Regions from separate parts of the Mus musculus genome. Here all the other regions are linked to region 1. The links are chromatin contacts, called in public HiChIP or PLAC-seq maps. All regions are on one chromosome and are shown on one strand. The core of a region is the stretch at or near the end of the contact, and the rest is flanking DNA. Distances in the headings are between cores, read along the strand shown. Region 1 holds the start of Fam171b (family with sequence similarity 171, member B). Region 2 holds the start of Selenoh (selenoprotein H). Region 3 holds the start of Ypel4 (yippee like 4).

Region 1 (3,961 bases), core at 580-3,079:
AATGAGAAGGGCAGGGAGAAGAAAGGCAGCTCAAATGTTCTGCCAGCTTTAAAAAGGTGAAGAGTGCCGTGCAGCCAGATGAGACAGATTATGTGTAGAACTTCCCTCGTGCACTCCAAATACAAAACACTCCAGTTTGTTAAAGCCGAGGCCCTTCAGTGTAGCTTTATCCTTTAATCAGTTCCGACAGCTGATCTTGATAATGTCATAAGCCACCTAAGATCTCAATCAGGCAACTGAGACCTCCAGTCAGACATAGCCTACCTCGTCACCATCAACTTCCATCAACCATCTATCTCTGCTGACTCCAACCTTAAATACCAATTTCCCCTGTCTTTCCTCTTGTTTTTAGGATCATGCATTTTGTCACTTCTCATTTTTTGTTATTTGATTTTGTTTTATCACAAATGTCTCAAATGTGTCCATCTCTCTTCCCTGCCTTCCCTTCTCCAATCTGTCTTTCATGCTGATAGCAAAGTGACCCTCAAAAAAGAAAATTAAAAGCATGGTTGGTAGGTATCTCTCTCCCAATCAACCTCCAGAATGGTCTTTAGTGTAGATTTCTGCTTGCTTATATAGCATCCAAGGTTGCTGCATTTGCCATCTGTGAGATGCCAGAACAGTGCCTCACACAGTAAGCACAAGTGTCTGCTAGTTATTTTTAAACAGTTTAATAGTCTGCACTCACTGTAGAAAAGGATAAGTCCTCTGGTAACTGCTTTCCCAGCTTAAACTTTCCCAATACATTATGCTTTTATGCCTCTCTCTCTCTCTCTCTCTCTCTCTCTCTCTCTCTCTCTCTCACACACACACACACACACACACACACACACACACAAACGCACTTCCAGTTTTTCGACGACTTGGTATCTACTATTTCTGTGTGAATTTTTATTTTGTGCAGACTACCTTCCCCGGTGTCTTTCACAGACTTTACTTAATTTCTTTCAACTCTGTGTAAGCTCTAAATGCCTGTACTGCTTCTTCAGTTGCAACCACCACTGTGGACTATATTTTGCTTATATATTTATTGCCTTGCCCTAACAGGCAGTAAGTATTTGGAACGAAGGGATTCTATTTTACTTATTCTAAGCTCCTGATTAAAACGCACAGAGAACTCCTAGTTTATTATTTGTTAAATAAGACTTTTATTTGTTTGTTTGATTGTTTGTTTGTCTTGAGACAGGGTCTTTCTCTATAGTCCCTGGCTGTCCTAGAACTCCCTATGTAGAACAAAGTTGGTCTCAAATTACTAATACTTGCCTGCCTCTACCTCCTGAGTGCTAAAAATTAAAGGTGTGAGCCACCATATCTAGCAAGACATTAAAAAACAAAACAAATTAAAAAACCCTCCAAACACATGGAAAGTATAGGTTACAAATAGAAAAGGTGTAATTAGGAATAATTTATGATGAAGAAAGAAATTCTCATTTAAGCAGAAAAAAAAAAAAAAAAAGCCTGGAGAATATCAGTTTATCTTGTAAGTGGGCCAAGGGACAGCAGAGACTATTCCGTTAAAGGAACCTGGCTTTTGAACCACAGTTGTCTGATTGCTTTAGAAGGAAATTAATGTGCCACCTTTTTCTACCTCGGTGTCTAGTGGAAGGAATTTTATTCCACTCTACATTTTCCTGCTGCCTCGGTAAAGATTAAGGGCCAGAAACTCTTTCCTGTTAATCTCCGCCTAGCTAAACGCCTGGGCACCAGCATCACCTTGCAGAGCACTTGCTGGGTAGCCACAGGGCCCAGGCCCCCGCTCGCCCCTCCCGGCGGTCACGTGCGCGAGGATGCGAAAGCGGGCTCGCCATCCTCTTGCCGGCCCGCTCCTCCTCCTCCTGCCGAGGCTGTGCACCGCAGACGGCGCGAGGGGGAGCGAGCGAGCGGGCGCGGCCGGGTTCCGCAGCCCTGGCGCCCGCCGCCTCCCGCAGCCCCGCAATATGCCTCCGTGGCTCCCTGGCTCTTCGCCATGGCGAGGCTCTGCCGTCGCGTCCCCTGCGCCCTGCTCCTCGGCCTGGCCGCTGTGCTGCTGAAGGCGCGGCTGGTCCCCGCGGCCGCTAGAGCCGAACTCAGTCGCTCCGACCTCAGCCTCATCCAGCAGCAGCAGCAGCAGCAGCTGCAAGAGCAAAAGCAGCGGGAGGAGGCAGAGGAGGGGAGGCCGGAGGTGCCTGGGGCATCCTCTACTTTGGTGGCTCCAGGTACGTCTCGGTAGCCCAGCCCTGCTTTACTTCTTCTGTGCCAGCGATCGCATCAGGCTTCCCGGGATTCTTAGCTCCTTTCTCGTCTCCGCTTAGCCTATCTTTGCTGGTCTCAATTCCTTCGCGTCTTCCCAGGTTGCCCGTTCGGCCTTTAGCTCTTTGCTCGGGTGGGAAATCTTTCCCGCAGAGCACTGCAGTGGGCTTCAGAAGGGTCGGGGGCTGGGGGTGGGGTGGGGGTGGACGGTAAGGATGGTCAAGATGGGTGCCTGTTTCCACTATTCCACTAATCTTATTTTCCCTCTTCTTTCTACACACACACACACACACACACACACACACACACACACACACACACATACACACACACACACACACACACACACGCTCTCAAATCCCTTTAGCATTCTCTTCTCTATCCTCTCCTAGATACTGAGCAAACCGTCTTGCCATGTACACCCACACAGCGTTTGCACTGTTTCTCCCTGCCTGCTGTATTTAAATTTAGAACCGGGGAAGTGGGGGGGGGGGCGGGATCTCTATTTCTTTATATTTCTCTTCTTACCCCAGGAAAGATCCAAGGCGGCTTGCAAAAACAGGGAAAAAATGCATTTGCTACAATAAGATGAAAGAAAAAAAAATGAAACAGGAGTTTGTAGTTGAAGGAAGGGATGTGGGAGGGAGACAGGTAGCTTGGAGTGGTGTTTGGGTAGCATAACCAGCCCCTCCCCCTGAGGGGAATCTCCTTGTAGTGGAACTTAAATGAGCCATCTCTTGACTCATTCGGTAAAGGGTGATGAGATACGGGTGTAATTTATATGACCATCACAGTCCTCTATTTTCTGTTTCCCTCTCCCTCAGGTAAAGCTCTCCGAAGAGCAAAGAGCTGGGTTATCCGTTTAAATAGCTTTTACCCAGCCCACAATCCACTTAGTTACCTTTTACATTTTAAATTCTGTCTGGGCTTTGGGGGAAAAAAGGGGGGGGCTTTTTAAAAAATGAAAACAAAACACAACAACAACAACAAAACCCCACCAATTTTCTGGGTAGTGGGCTGAGGTTTCACAAACCCTAGATGAGTGAGTGTTATAACACTGATATTTTTGTTTTAAAATCTGCCTAGCAGCATTATAGAAGATGCTAAAAATGAAATTCTGTAGAGTGGAATCAGCGTCTTAGATTATCTTGCTTGCTCATCATCGGAGAGCAGTTCGGAGGCATGCCAGCTGTGATTCATGACACAGCCGGGATGATTTAATTTCTTGGAGTGCTTTGAGCATGGGATGAAATCACCAAAGTGCACAGGGGAAGGCATGCATTTCTGACACCCCCCCTACCCCCTTAAACCGATTAATAGCACTCAAAGGTGGTTACAATGGAAAGGTATGCAGTTCTTTGGTTCTTACTGGGTTTTTAGTACCCGGAAGTGTTAGTGCCGTGGAGTGCATGAGGCTTATGTTAAAGCTGGAGATTGTGTTTTCATAGCAAGAGTGATTTCTTGCATGATCAGTGTAATGGGAGTCTGGGAGAGTGTGGGTGAGTTTCATGGTTTCTGATATATTTTGTCTTACAGGAGCGAAATGGGTTTGGTTACCACGGCATTATGAGTTCTCCTGGGCATTATGAATAACTGCAATAATGTGAAACTTTTGTATTTAGGATGAAAGTGAAACTATGTCTTTTCTGTAATTTGGGAGGGATGTTTGGATGTTTGGATGATTACTTCGGAAGCCATCAGTTCCTGTTTGATTTAGGTTAATGGAGGTAAA
Region 2 (3,746 bases), core at 326-2,825, 860 kb after region 1:
TTACTTTGCACTCTGAAAAATACAGACCAACAGCCCCACAAAGCTGGTTCTACCCATTCTTTAAGACAAAATTTAAACTTGCTCCTTATTCTCAGATACTTGACCTTTTATTAAACAATTGAAACACTTTTACAATGTCTTGCTGGAGGGCTGCCTCACAACTGAACCATCACTTCTGGTGAGGAAGAAACTATGGCTTCAGGTGCATAGCTTAAGTTTGGCCATGCACCATCATAAATGCTTCAACATCTCCAGGGACTGAAAGCTGCAAACAGAGAAGGGAACATCAGAGTAGGGTTCCATCACAAGGACCAGGAGACAAGCCCATCCCCACCTACAACTCTGGAGCTCATTAACTTCACCTTCCATCAGTGATCAGTCAACATGCATGAAACACGGGACAAAAATAAAATCCATGTAACCAAGAAGTGGGGGTACGAGCGGGATGGGTTGAGGCTATCTTATCTCAGATTACTAACAAAACACAGAAAAGCCAGGTAAAGTGAAGTAACAGCAAAGAGGCTGTCAATACAAGGGAGAAAAACCTTAACTACAAGTAAGCCACACTTTATTGAATTTATTGATTTGCAATAGACTCATAGAATTAAAATAACACCAGAGGTGGAAAACTGAATTAGCAAACAAAACTTGCCTGTGCCCTCAGGCTAAGACTTAACTAACTCAAGAGAGTACAAATGGCTCTTAGATTTGTTTGGGGGTCGGGAGTGTTATCAGCAGGAGTTCTACAATTTAGCTCCTCTTCGAAAATCCCAAATCCCATGAAAAATACACCGAAATGGTAAGGAGACGTTCCCTGTCTATCCCAGTGTGCATGCCCTGGTCACGATGCAAACCTCAACATGAGGACTCTTTCCCAACCTCTTTATGAAAGGTACTTCTTCAATTCTTCAACCACCTCTTGAGGCTCAGGAAATTTGAGCTTTCGTGGAGGGCCCTTCTTAATACCAGTCCAGAGTTCAACACCTGGGAAAGGATGGGATAAAGCCAAATTATGGTGGTACTCATTGGTACCCCCTCCCCTCAGTTATCAGGTGGCCGGGAGTCGCTTCTCGCCCCACCCCCACCCACCCCCCATCGCGGCCTCCACTCACGGCTGTTGTCCGAGCGCAGCAGCGTCACCTCGAAGCTGCCCCTCCGCGGTTTGGACGGGTTCACTTGCACAGGTAGCTCTGGGGCCTCCAGTTGCAGAGCCTGGCTCAAGGCAGCAGCATGGCGGCCGTACACGCGTCAGCTCGTACTACAGACACAAGCGATTGCAAATGGGGTCTCTCTGGTCTCAGCCGCCAGAGCCAACTCTTTCCCGCCCTCCTCGACTCCCCAACCCCTCACCAATGCTCAATGACCACGGTCGCGCCCTCCGCCAGTTTCTCGCGCTTGTCCACCGTCTCCATAGGCGCGGCCCCCGCCTTACGCTTTCTTCCGTGGGGGGCCATGGCACGGATTTCGGGGATGGCGCGTTGGTGGAATAAGGGGCGATGCAACTCCGGAGAGACAAACCAGCAGCCGGGAATCACAGATGCAAAGTTCAAATCTCGCAGCAAAGGGAAATGTGCGGGGGTGGGGGGAAGGACACGTGATCTGAAGGCGGGCCCTTCAAGCCCAACTACGCTATCAAAAGGGAGTCGGCGCGGAAATCCGGATCAAACCAACATTGTACAGCACTGAGGGGGTCTGTCTTGGGCGGAGACGGAGGAGTCTTGAAAGCCTCCTTTGGCTGGGGGTTTTCGGTATCTATACCTCCTACCCAAGGATCCCCAGACCAATCTCAGGGAAGTCTACTCCACATTTCCAGGGCGTTTGTACATAGACTACAGAATTCTAATTCGCACCGACATTGTTACTCCACATCTCCATGCGGTGAAACAAAAACGGACCGGTTAAGTGTATTTGAACCCGAGCCATTTACAATCCAGACGCTGTAGCTGGTGCCTATCTTCTCAGACACCCAGGTGAAATCAAGAGGATGGTGAGTTAGGGTTCATTTCTCCAACTGATCAAGGCCCTCATCCACAACCTTAAAAAGGAAGTTGAGGTCTAGAGGTGTTTGGCTTTTAGAGTCCCTGGGTTTGATATTCAATTTTAGGATTAAAAAAACAAACAAACAAACAAAAAAAGCAGTCCCCCGGCAGCTGCCCACTAGTAAAGGAAAAACAGCAAGGCAATCAAAAGAACAGTCCCTTTATTAGGGGAAGCGGTGGGATAGGAGGAGAGAACAGCTGTCCAGCCGTGGGGCTTTCTTCTTCAGGCCCCACCACACAAAGGAACCTCTCAGGTTTATATTGCCCTTCTCAGTTCCCACAACACAGGGTGGCCATTCAATTCTATTTCCAATGATGAAAATCATGGTTGAAGGCTTTTAATTGGGAACAGTGACCTTAAATGATAACACATACAAGCCTTTTATGTGTTCCTCCGTCACGTGTTTGTGCACTACATGCATACAGTGCCAGCCAAGGTCAAGGGCGGATGTTGGAGCCCCTGAGACTAGAGTTACAGGTGGTTTAGCCTCTATGTGCTGCTAGGAATCAAACCTGGGTCCTCTGGAAGAACAGCCAATTCTCTTAGCCACTGAGTCATCTCTCCAACCCCTTAAATTCCTTTCTCTTTACGATTTACTTACTATATATAGTATTCTGCCTGCATGCCAGAAGAGGGCATCAGATCCCATTATGAACCATCATGTGGTTGCTGGGAATTGAACTCAGGATCTCTGGAAAAGCAGCCACCAGTGCTCTTTCTTAATCGATGGGCCATTTCTCCAGCCCCAAACTTAAATTTCTTAATGCACAGATCAAGACAGAAAGGCCTAAAGGAAGAAGGGGTCCTTGAGGAAAAATTCTAAGGGCTTTATACTGACATCTAACATTAGGGTTTAATTTAGTCTATGCTTTGCAAGCTCACTAGGAGGAATAATTAAACCACAGACTGGTAATATCCAAGTGTTGAATAGCAATTTACACATTGACCCAACCTTGGAGGGAAACCATTTCTACCTCTATCGATAAGATCACTCCCTTCGAGAAACAGCTGACCAGGGCAGATGCGCCCTTCATAGTAGAATACTTCATGGTTTCCAGGATGCTTCTTTCAAAATCAGAAGCAGGCACAGTGCCCCTACCCAGGCACAGCCAAACAGAAATCAAAAGGCCTCAGGCAAGGATTGTGGTTATAGCTGGAACTGGGCCTCAAAGGTTCCTGAAATTGACAGGAGAGGAAGCAAAAACAATGCAGGATCCTATTTGTCCTTCTTGTTTTCCCCATCTGGCACAGTAGTGGGAGCAGGGTCCACAGGCTTCTCTTCTGACATGTCTCCACCCTTTGAGTGCTTCTTGGCTCGTTGGTATAGCTCATTCAAGTTGAATTCTCGAATCACATTCTCCTATGCAAAAGAGATGAACACATCAACGGCTGGGTGAGAAGGTAAAGTTCAGAGAGCAGGAGCAGGAAGTATTTAACTAAGCACAACCTGTAAGTCAGAGGGCAGCGACCTGCCCTAACCTACCTCTTTTCTGATACTTAAGTGTTCACTAGAGGCCAGTTATTGTGCCAAGAATTCTATCTACCTGCAACTGTAAAGCAATATGAGCCAGGTGGTACTGCCTCCCACTTACTCAAGTTTAGCGATGAGGAACCTAATTGGCTACAGAATGAATACAGGCACTTCACAGACCAAGTCTTTATCATTTTTCCTCAGCATTAGCAGCATATAACATAAACCTGCTGAC
Region 3 (4,040 bases), core at 156-2,655, 920 kb after region 1:
TGTGTCTGAAGACAGCTACAGTGTACTCGTATACATAAAGTAAACAAATCTTAAAAAAATAAAAATAACACTAACCCATAACAAAATTCAATTTAGAATGCTAATTTTAAAAGTTAAGTACAGGCCAGGCGTGGTGGTGCACGCCTTTAATCCCAGCACTCAGGAGGCAAAGGCAGGCAGATTTCTGAGTTCGAGGCCAGCCTGGTCTACAAAATGAGTTCCAGGACAGCCAGGGCTATACAGAGAAACCCTGTCTCGAACACCACCCCCCCCCAAAAAAAAGTTAAGTACAAAAGGAGGGAACAACCTAAAATTTCATTACTCTTTACTTAGTGCCTATCATATGTCAGGCACTTTGGAAATTTACAAGCTGTCTCACATAGTCACTTCTTCTGGAGGTAAATAGAATTAGCTTCACTGGTCAGAAGAGGAATTGTATAGTGCAGGAGGATTAGTCATTTGCCCAGGGTTCCTGGTGAATAATTGGCAAAGCTAAGATTTCAACACCGGTGTCTTGGATATCAAAGCCAGACACATAGCCCTTGTCTGAAGATGAAAGCAAACAACTATTTTGCAAATATCTTCAGCATGCTGGACTTTGCAATAGACACTGCAGTCTTGGGATGCAGAGTGAAGTTCCCCTGAGGATCTGAAAGTTCACAGCTCTGTTAAGAACCTCATGTCACATAGGTGTCTCCATTGGCAGCACAAACCGTTTGGAGGGAGTTGATAAGAGGTTCCTGGGTTTAAGATGTCATATTTGACCTATGGCTTCTTTGGGGCCATGAAATGGACATTAAAGCTTCCAAGTACTCAGTACTGAACACATTTGAGAGCCTGGTTTGTCAACCATGACAATTAATATATCCTTCTTTACCTTACCCTGCATCAGAGCTGATGTCAGAGTTGAAGTGGAAATGTATCATGTTGAGTGCGAGTGTACTTCCTGGCTCTCTCTAGATCCACCTCACTTCACCATCCTTGCTCCCTCCCTGCCACCCTCACTCCATCCCTGCCCTTCTTCGGGTTCCGTTTCCTTGGTCACACAGCCTTGCTCCTTAACAACCTATTTCTCCTTTTCCTTACCACCTACATCGACACCCCTATGCCAGCCATCTCTCTGCCCCCACTCCCTAACATCACCCCTCTAGCCTGGTCCCTTGATGCCTGCCCCCTCCCTCCCTCTCAACCCGCCTCCTGTGTCTCCCAGCCCTGCTCTGACGTGGGAGGTGAGGGGGGTGGGGGGTTGGATGACTCACAGTGTTATGATGCAGTTCCACAACACACAGCCACATTTACCCACAGACCGAGGTACAGAGCAAGAGGCAACCTCTGCCCCCCAGCAGCTGTCCAGCCTGCAGTCCCAGACCTCAGCCCCTCAACTACCCTCCCCCAATCCCATCCCCTTCCCAATTGAAGGAACCAACAGAGAAGAGAGAAGAGTGAACAGAGAGATTGAAAGAGATAGACGGAGATCTCTGGAGCAGACCTCAAGGTGAGGGGGGCAGCCCTTCTCCAAATCAATTTTTCCCCTTCGCAAATTACCTCTTCCTGCTGTGTGTTGCTTTCTCTCCTTTGCAAAAGCATTATTCATCCACCCTTTGTCCTCCCTTCCCCCTCCCTGCTGCCTCCGCTCCCTCCTCTCTCTCAGCTCCTCCATCCTTCCCCAAGCTCTGACGATTCTCTCGCACTTATTTCCCGGCAACTTTGGCTGCGGCATCAGACATCACTGTTTATTGTTTTTGCTACCGGTGCAGACCCCCAGAGTCAGCCCTGGGAGCTGGCTGCTCTGCTAATTATTCGGACCATACCATACTGAAAATGCCTGGTCCAGGGGGAGGCGAAAACTCAAAGCAATTGAATACATCCGTTGTGAGCACAAGTCCCCCTCCCCTTTTTATTCCCTGAGAGGCACTGGATTCGCACCTGGTTCCACCTGTCTCTGCCTTGTCACTTAGGCTCTCAGTTGCCAGTCTTCCCAGGCACAAGCCCTTCTGCTCCCCCCACCTCCCACAGTCCAGCCTCATCTCAGCTTCAGGGACTCGTCCTCTTCCCAGCACTCACCTTTGTTTTGTTTTCTGACCTCAGTAATTTCCCCGATTTGCTTCACCCCATGACGAGAGAGGGCAGAAATGGGAGAAGTGACCCCAACTCTCCTTTTTATGATTTTTTAATTTAATTTTATTTTTTTGTCCTTTGCAGCTTCTCCTCTGCTGGACAGAGAAGCAGAAAGGGACAGGGAGGGAGGCGTGACAGTGACAGAAGGACAGGGCTAGGGAAGAAGATAGCGGGAGGGGGCAAACCTGGCATCTCCTGGTCCCTTGAAGTAGGTGTTTCAAGGTGGCACCTTGAGGTGAACTACAGGCAAACTTGAAGGAAGATCATGGAAGTGATGCTGAACTGTAGCAAGAAGGGCCAGAATACAATGTCACCCTGAACTAAGCCCAAGGTGTCTTCCTGGGACTCAAGACAACAGTAGAGGACCAAAAACTGAAGATGGTCTCACCCAGGGGGATTTGTGGAGACTGCATGACAGCCCTTCGAGACAGTAGAAGAATCGGGTGCTCATGGCCACCATGGAGGACAGGAGAACAGACTGTTTATGTGGGTAACTGAAGCTGTGCTGCCTCCTCTGCTTGGTGGTCTAGCATCACGAGAGCACTTAGCGGGCATCTCTGAAGGAGACACAGGCCACCCCACCTACAGCTGCAGGATGCTCCACTAGAGAGGCAGAGGCACATCACCTGCTTATCGGAGTTAACAGAAGACACTTCCCTCCTTATCCTCTGCCTGCAGTGCACTCAGCTACTTTGGGACTGGAGTGTGAGCAGATCCCAGCGTCTCAGGATTCTTATCCCCGCAATTATCTCACTGTTGCTGTCCTGGCACTGGCATTTGCTCTAGCTCCTGGGAGGAGAAATGTTTTCTGCCTTGTGCCCTAAAGCCCAGCTTTTAAAAATAAGGTGTCCCCTTACCCTGTTGTCTCCTATTAAGGTTGCTCTCACTCTATAGCACACAGCCCAGAAGCCTGGCTTCTGATGTGCTGCCTACTTTCCACGGGCCTAGCTGTCAGACTTGCTGGAAGAAAGATAATTCTCCTCCTAGGGCTAGGTGCTTGTCTTTAACTCAGAGCTAAGGCAACGGTAAGTAAGTAATGAGACCAGAGGACCAGATGCTAGGAAGACAGCAAGTGCTCCCTCTAGTCTGGGAGCTGTATCATCCCAGGATGCAGGATTGAGGAACACCCAGGGTTAAGGTCTTCAATACTGAAGAAGCTACCAAGTTCTATGGAGTTCCAGGGCGCAGGACTCAACCGCAGGCGAGTGCCGAAACAGACTGTGTGTACCCATCTGCCTGTCCCTCTTTCCTTCCTTCCCAAAATATGGGCAAATTGTATTGCAAATGGAGGCCTTGAGACAGAAAAAACAAACAAGCTAAACAAACAAATCCAACTTCCAGGAAGACCTGACTCTTAAAAAGGTTCCGATCTCCTCCCATTAGGGTGCAGTTCCTCACAGAACTGGACACAAGGTGGGCCTCTGCAGGTGATGTTGCACTCAAGGCAGTGTCTGTGCCAGGAGGCAGCTCTCAATGGAAAATGCTAGAGGCTGCTACTGTCTCTGGAGAGAGAAAGGTACCAAATCCCTGGCCATGGCACAAGACGCCTGGAACCGCTGCCAGAACAGAATGGGACTCTAGGGGACAGAAAGTGCAACGAGAGGCTGAGGGCTGGTGGTGATGGGGACGGTGCAGATGAACTGAGCCCCATCTTCTCTAGCCAATCAAAAGCGTCTCCTTGTGAAGTCCTACCTCCGCTGATGCATCTTCTTCTCTTGCCAGGTGACTTCCCATTTCTATCTGGTTCTCGTCTGGGGGGGGCCCTGGCAGGGCAGCCCCCCCACACTGCTACTGTCCTGAAACACGGCTCTAGCCAATCTGCTCCGTTGCTTTACCTGCGACCGTCTCTGTGGGGGCTGCACCGCACCAGCCCCTCCAGCCCGCCAGGGCATCGTCCTCCAACCCGTCATGCCCAGCTGTGA

What was found. HiChIP or PLAC-seq counts read pairs in DNA pulled down with a chosen protein or histone mark.
Region 2: a contact with region 1 is called in an H3K4me3 HiChIP or PLAC-seq map of bone marrow-derived macrophages, with 5 times the contacts expected there. The contact joins the promoter of Selenoh here to the promoter of Fam171b in region 1. A contact is called at or near these places in 3 of 39 promoter capture datasets (the C10 cell line, hippocampal neurons and neural stem cells), 1 of 484 Hi-C or Micro-C datasets (embryonic stem cells), 5 of 115 datasets of contacts at active chromatin or transcription factors (astrocytes, bone marrow-derived macrophages, large pre-B cells and 1 more) and 2 of 9 other capture datasets (liver and pancreatic islet).
Region 3: a contact with region 1 is called in an H3K27ac HiChIP or PLAC-seq map of microglia, with 8 times the contacts expected there. The contact joins the promoter of Ypel4 here to the promoter of Fam171b in region 1. A contact is called at or near these places in 4 of 39 promoter capture datasets (cranial neural crest, hippocampal neurons, liver and 1 more), 3 of 115 datasets of contacts at active chromatin or transcription factors (embryonic forebrain, fibro-adipogenic progenitors and microglia) and 1 of 9 other capture datasets (liver).

Annotation. Positions count from the first base shown.
Region 1 is chr2:83,810,783-83,814,743 of GRCm38.p6, forward strand. It overlaps Fam171b (family with sequence similarity 171, member B), which reads left to right and starts at 1,830. Exons shown (of 8, transcript NM_175514.3): 1 at 1,830-2,195. The coding sequence starts at 1,967.
Region 2 is chr2:84,669,133-84,672,878 of GRCm38.p6, forward strand. Selenoh (selenoprotein H) reads right to left here and starts at 1,576. Exons shown (of 4, transcript NM_001033166.3): 1 at 1,351-1,576; 2 at 1,113-1,258; 3 at 855-984; 4 at 83-265. The coding sequence starts at 1,454. The coding sequence ends at 884. Tmx2 (thioredoxin-related transmembrane protein 2) reads right to left here. Exons shown (of 9, transcript NM_025868.4): 9 at 2,179-3,400. The coding sequence ends at 3,257.
Region 3 is chr2:84,732,799-84,736,838 of GRCm38.p6, forward strand. Ypel4 (yippee like 4) reads left to right here and starts at 1,406. Exons shown (of 5, transcript NM_001005342.2): 1 at 1,406-1,495; 2 at 3,841-4,040. The coding sequence starts at 4,027.